2 separate regions of the Zea mays genome follow, and region 2 is linked to region 1. A link is a contact called in public Hi-C data. All regions are on one chromosome and are shown on one strand. The core of a region is the stretch at or near the end of the contact, and the rest is flanking DNA. Distances in the headings are between cores, read along the strand shown.

Evidence for each region. Hi-C and Micro-C count contacts between places; a contact is called where the count stands out from the background.
Region 2: a contact with region 1 is called in a Hi-C map of ear, with 4 times the contacts expected there. The contact joins the promoter of LOC100273735 here to the promoter of LOC100381498 in region 1. A contact is called at or near these places in 2 of 25 Hi-C or Micro-C datasets (ear and endosperm).

What each region holds. Positions count from the first base shown.
Region 1 is chr7:93,535,513-93,538,703 of Zm-B73-REFERENCE-NAM-5.0, reverse strand. It overlaps LOC100381498, which reads left to right and starts at 1,543. Exons shown (of 2, transcript NM_001174329.1): 1 at 1,543-2,027; 2 at 2,981-3,191. The coding sequence starts at 1,810.
Region 2 is chr7:93,813,377-93,816,567 of Zm-B73-REFERENCE-NAM-5.0, reverse strand. It overlaps LOC100273735, which reads left to right and starts at 1,597. Exons shown (of 10, transcript NM_001360309.1): 1 at 1,597-1,814; 2 at 1,924-2,040; 3 at 2,802-2,915; 4 at 3,001-3,052. The coding sequence starts at 1,741.

The DNA.
Region 1 (3,191 bases), core at 294-2,793:
GAGTCTGTGATAAAAAATTTAGAATGTTTGGAGAAAGTTGTGAGACATTATGTGTAGAAACCTGAGAGAACTACACATGAAATCATAGAGTTTCAATGTGGATCTCTTAGGTTTGTACACATAGTGCGTTACAGCTTTTTCGAAAATTTTTTCAAATTTTTATCACAGCCTCTACATATGATATCATGACACGTGGACAGGTTTCATGATTTTTTGACTCTGTCTGTGTTTTATACAATTTTTAAACACCTGGATGGCAAGTTCACGGTCATGTTGAGTGAGCATGGTGCTTGAAGTTTCCGGCCCGCTACTGAAATCGGTCGTAACTTGTGCTAAGTAGCATGAATATCATTTTTGCATGCACGGTTTTCCAAGTTTCGAGTGACCTACAGTTCAAATCTGAATTTTCCGAAGAAATTAAAATAAATAAACTAAATCTACTAGCTATAGAAAACACTGTTATAATTGTCCCAAAATGGTACATGTAGGTCTACATAGTGTAGGAACATACCACAAAAAGTTTGGTGGCCAAAATGTAAAAAACAAAAATATGCTTTGCCGAGTATCTATAGAAGGCACTCGGTAAAGAGTTCTTTGCCGAGTGCCCAGTATTTGGCACTCGGCAAAGAAGCCACTTTGCCGAGTGCCAGTCCTCGGCTCTCGACAAAGGCTGACGGTCGTCAGCTTTAGGACGGCCGCTGACGGCTGTTTGCCGAGCGCCTTCTTTGCCGAGTGTCAAACACTCGGCAAACATGTCTTTGCTGAGTATGGTCCTGTGCCGAGTGTCCTGCGCTCGGTAAAGCGGCTTGTTACCGAGAGCCGAACTTTGTCGAGTGCGGCTCTCGGCAAAGCCTTTTTTGTCGAGTGTCCGACAAAAGGCACTCGGCAAAAAATCCGACGCTCGGCAAAGCCTCGGATTCCGTTAGTGATAAGTATATGCAAACACCGATAATGCATATATGGTAAAATTTTAGTTAAAATTACTATATTCATGTTTTTAAGGAGTGTATTTGCACCTCTATTAACTGCTACCTGCTTCGCCTCTGAATTAAACTAGATCACTTCACGGTTCAACATCTAATTTAACATTTCAGTGACTCTATCCTGACATGCTTAGCCACTAAACACGAACGTGCGAGCACGCCATGACGATGGACTATACCATGTTGCTCATTTAAAAAATGACATGTTTAATTCGTACCGACTTCTACGGTGTTTTTGTCTTTATAAATTTTAGATGTATCAGTCCAAATAATTGACTTTAATCTGTCGGTCCTAAACTTTGGCAGTGTCAGGCATAAAGTTGTTACACGTTGATTCATGAACTTGAACAAGCAAAATACCTGCTCTAGGGTAGTAGTACTAGTTGGTAGTCCCCAACATTTCTGTTGGATTCTCCTTCGTCATGTACTCATCATGTGGAGGCATTCCTGCCATCTGAATATGTGATGGTTACCCTCGGCCGGCGTCCTATGCCGGGTCGGCCGCATGTGCAGATCAGAACGAGATGACACCAAGGCCGCCGAACGGCAACCTGACACAGGCGGCCAGGGCCAGGGAGGCAGCTTCGGCGCGGCGCAGGCCGCAGCGCGCTTGCTATTTTTCCGCCGGCCCCTTGGCCCTCGCCTTGCTCCTCTTCTTTATTATACGCGCCACCACACGCATCGCGTCCGCCTCCCACCACCTCGCCATTCTCCCCCTCCCGCGCCCCGAGAAGCGCTGCGGGCCTCACCTGCCCGTCCTCCTGCCTCTCAGGAACCGCGGTTCAGGAAGGAAGGGAAGGCAAGTGCCTGCCGGGGCTCAGCACCGATGGCGTACAGGGCGGAGGACGACTACGACTACCTCTTCAAGGTCGTTCTCATCGGCGACTCTGGCGTCGGCAAATCCAACCTGCTCTCCAGGTTCACGCGCAACGAGTTCAGCCTAGAGTCCAAGTCCACCATCGGGGTCGAGTTTGCTACCAGGAGCATCAGGGTCGACGACAAGGTCGTCAAGGCCCAGATCTGGGACACTGCTGGCCAGGAGAGGTACTCAACCGTCCTCTTCCCCTTCCGTTTTCTCGATCTATTTAGTTTCCTGGTCTGCTATGCTAGGCATCATCGTGTTGGATCGAAAATTAGCTACATAGTATTCATCTACCCCATGCAATGCAATGCAACGTTGTCCTAGTTAGGACCGCGCAGGACACACGACGAGTAAAATGGTCGCCTTCCTCCTTGTGCAAATTGCAATCGTCCACGCCTTGTTGTCCTCCTATATGTAGTCCTGGATTTACATTGATTTTGAATGTTAATAGTATTCATGAGGCATTCTCTGCTTCTATGAACACAACAACCTTGCAATCGCAATACTCTTGTCCTCATAGTTATTCCAATTTCTACCGTCGCCGTCCACAAGGTTCCCCGTGTCGTCATGTCCTGTCATTGTCATATCTGGTAATATGTTGGGTGATTATACGTTTTGTACTGCCCTCCTGGCTGCATTAAAAAAATGTTCTGTTGCAGCAGCCTCTGTAGGTGATGGAAATGGGCAATTAGGCAGGCAACTCTTGTTTGGTAGTCTGTCTCACTGTCTCTAAATTAACCTTATATGGTGGCACTTGGTCAGCTCTCCTGCAAAATGTAAATTCTGCAGTTGTTATCTGGAACTGAAGATATTCTAGGACTGTTTCCTATTGTTTGTGCAGTTCCATTTCTGTCTTCATTTTTTTTGTGTGATGCTTCCTGCCAAATAGTAGCACCTGATGTGGAATGTAGGCCAGCCTTTGTTTGACTTTCGTTTACCATTTCCATAAGAATATAATGCTGATTTTGTCAGCATGCCATCAAATTACGTTCTGTGTAACCGTCTCCAATGTGACTTGTTTTATTTGGTCTGCTCAGCTGTATATTTCTTGCCTAATTTCGCTATCGAATTTTCTTTGGAACTTTCAGTATTTCAGTGGAGCTTAAGTTTGTCATGCATCATCCTCCCCCTGTAGGTATCGGGCAATTACAAGTGCGTACTATAGAGGGGCTGTTGGAGCACTTGTCGTGTATGATGTGACACGCCATGTGACCTTTGAGAATGTGGAGAGGTGGTTAAAGGAGCTCCGGGATCACACTGATGCAAACATTGTCATCATGCTTGTTGGCAACAAAGCTGATCTGCGACACCTTAGAGCTGTATCCGTGGAGGATGCCAAGGGCTTC
Region 2 (3,191 bases), core at 348-2,847, 280 kb before region 1:
AGGCACGCACGGCAGCGATGACCTCCCTGATGTGGCGCGACAATGACATCCTCCTACCTCCAACTACTCCTCGAGCTCCGACGAACCGGATGTGCACCACAATAGCGTGGATCGTCCATGAAGAGGTTCGCCATCCACGTGACATCCTCCGATCCAGCGCGCCTCAGGCATCCTCCAGCGACGACATCCTCTGATCCGACGGCTTTGGAGCATCCTCCAACGACGACCTCATCTAATCCATGTGTTATGTCTTCCATGATTATTTTTTATGCCGAGCATTGCAATATTTTATGCATTCCATTTGAGGATTTTATGATGATGGATATGACGTTTCTCACGTGCCTTGGTATTTTATGTAATAACATTTATGCTATATCTACTATTTTTACGCTCGAATTTGATGATTTGTACGATTATAAATACAACACAACATAGTTATCAATATTTCTCACATTGGCTCGATTTTTACGGTCAAAACTAAAGATTTTTAAGCTCAAAAACTGAAGATTTTACACTCAAACCTAGAGTGCACCCACCAATGAAACACATGCCATATTTTTCGCGTGTAGATCAAAAAGGAATCTCGTGATCTATGATGTCCATAAATGCCATAAACACAAAAATTGGATAGCTGATATCACGTAAAGCATAAATCGTCATAGAAAATTGCATAAATACCTACACCATACATCATAATTAATTAAGAAAACCCTAGTATGAGCTCAACCAACAACCATATGCATAAATAAAGGATCGAGGGAGGACGTCACCGAGGCCACCGGATCGAAGGAGTTGGTCAACGAATGACGCTTGAACCGCCGTGCAGACCGCCAGAGGCACCCATGCCTAGTGTGGCAACCGTCGCCGGAGACGACCGCGCCTCATGGGGAGCCACCGACACTCACTTGTCGGGGTCGTCGTCCCGAGGCCCCGAGGCCCTGTCGTCACTCGCCCTTGGGGTCGCCGTCGCTTGCCCGCCCCGAGGAACCGGCGCCGCTCGTCCCCCCGCTTCAGTAGCGTCGCCGCCACTCACCCACCTCGGAGGGAATCGCTGCCGCTAAAAATCTAATCCCTGGCAGTCTAGAGTGTTTTTATAGACGTCCGGACCTGGTGCGGCTGAACTGGATGACACCGTTGGACCAGAGCTTTCTCTAGTTATGGAAGCACACGGTTGTATATATAAGGAATCATTTTAGTATTAAAGAGTCTAATTATGCAAATCATTGAACATAGGAAGAAGGGATCTTATAGCAATTTATAATTCAAAATTAAAAGTGTGACCTAAGATAAATTCAAACATACTTATATCGATGATACACCTCTATTTCGAAAAAAAACAGTTTTACAATCATCCTAAGTCAGACTACTTTAAATTTGATCAACTTTATTATATGAAAAGCTAACAACAACTACGACGCCAAATAAGTATGTTATAAAAATATGTGTGATACAACTTTGATGTGATAATATATATTATTGCATTTTCTATAGAGTTCGTTAAATTTAAAACAGTCTAACTTAGGGTATTTAAGGATCTTACGGTATTTATTCGCTACGACTAGGGCAGGGACATGGTGCACACATAAAACATCACAGCACGCATCACTATAGCTCAGAAGATCCGGTCCATTTTCCAGCTCTAAAACTAAGGCATAGCGGTAAACACCACCGAAGTCTCAGCTTCTCCGAGGAAGGGGAGCAATTGTTGAAGCAGCCACTTCACCTTGGGGCCATACAGAAATGGCGGCTTCTTGCGCCTCCACACTCCCTCCACTTTCCTTCGTTTCCTCCTCCAGTTCACCCCGCCGATTCAGGTACCATTACTACAACCGCTGCTAATCTGAATTTATCCGGCTCGATCCGTGTGTGTGGATAAGATCGGACGATTCTTGGTCGGTTCGACTTCGTCGTTCTTGATCGCAGGCGCTCTGGTGTGGTGGCCATGGCCAGCGTTGGGCAGAAGGTGTATGCGCCCGGTGTGGCGGTGTCGGAGGGCAATGGCGGGCTGCCGAAAATCGACCTCAAATCCCCGCACGGGAGGTACTTCTTTTCATTTCATCTTTTTCCTGGGAATCACATCAGGCGATCAACCTGCGTGCCTAATCTGTATGCGATTAGGGACTGTGTACGCTTGGTTTAGGAGGTGAGTTTGGAAAGATGGGAACTTGACTCCGAGGTTTGGGTAAGACGAGGGGATCATTAGGTTGCATCAACTGCATATGCAACATGCCTCACAACTCACAATACTAGATCAGGGGAAATATAACAAGAGTTTGACTAATTATGCATGGTTTTCTTCGCTGGTTTACCCAGTAGATATTATGATTTTTAAATAGTATCTATCAGATGCATTCCTGTGGTATGGTATCTGTGTTTGGCAGCCTCCTAACCTTACCTTGGTGGTACATTTGCATTCAGAAACTTATCCTGTATCTCTTTTGCTGCGCGAAAAATATTGTACACCCCCTCCCGTCCTCCCCCATGCCCCCATGTTTCTTTTTAGAGTGCTCTTCTTTTATAGGGCAAATTAGACTTTGAATTAAAGCACTTTGGAAAAAATACTTTGGCGCTTATTTCTCTTGCAGTATAAATTTCTACAAAACTAGTGTCATATATATATATAATCTAGTGATGTTACTTTATTACCGTATAGCTGCATATAATTGGACTAAATCTATTTAGTTTGGTCTTTTCAAATCCTAATATGCCCTATAAAAAGGAATTGATGGAGTACTATCTTTAACTCTCACTTGTTTTTCATTTTACTGCCAACTAAATGTGTAATCATTTTATGCATGAAGCGAGGCTGAGATTTATCTGTTTGGAGCGTGTGTTACTTCTTTCAAAGTCCCTAATGGCAAGGACCTGCTCTTTGTTCGACCAGATGCTGTGTTTAATGGACAGAAACCCATCAGGTTAGTTTCAAACCATATGCCATAGAACATCAGGTGTTTATCCAATACAGCATGCTAACTACATACTTTTTTTTAAAAAAAACAGCGGTGGAATTCCACATTGTTTCCCCCAGTTTGGCCCAGGTCCCATGCAGCAGGTTTGTGAAACAGTTTTTTGTTGTAACCCATGTGAACAGTAAATATAAATATGGCATGAAGCATTAGTCTTGGTGGATATTTGGTCCCAAAAAGTTAATGATAAACTTCTGCAGACACCACAGTTAAATATAGAACATA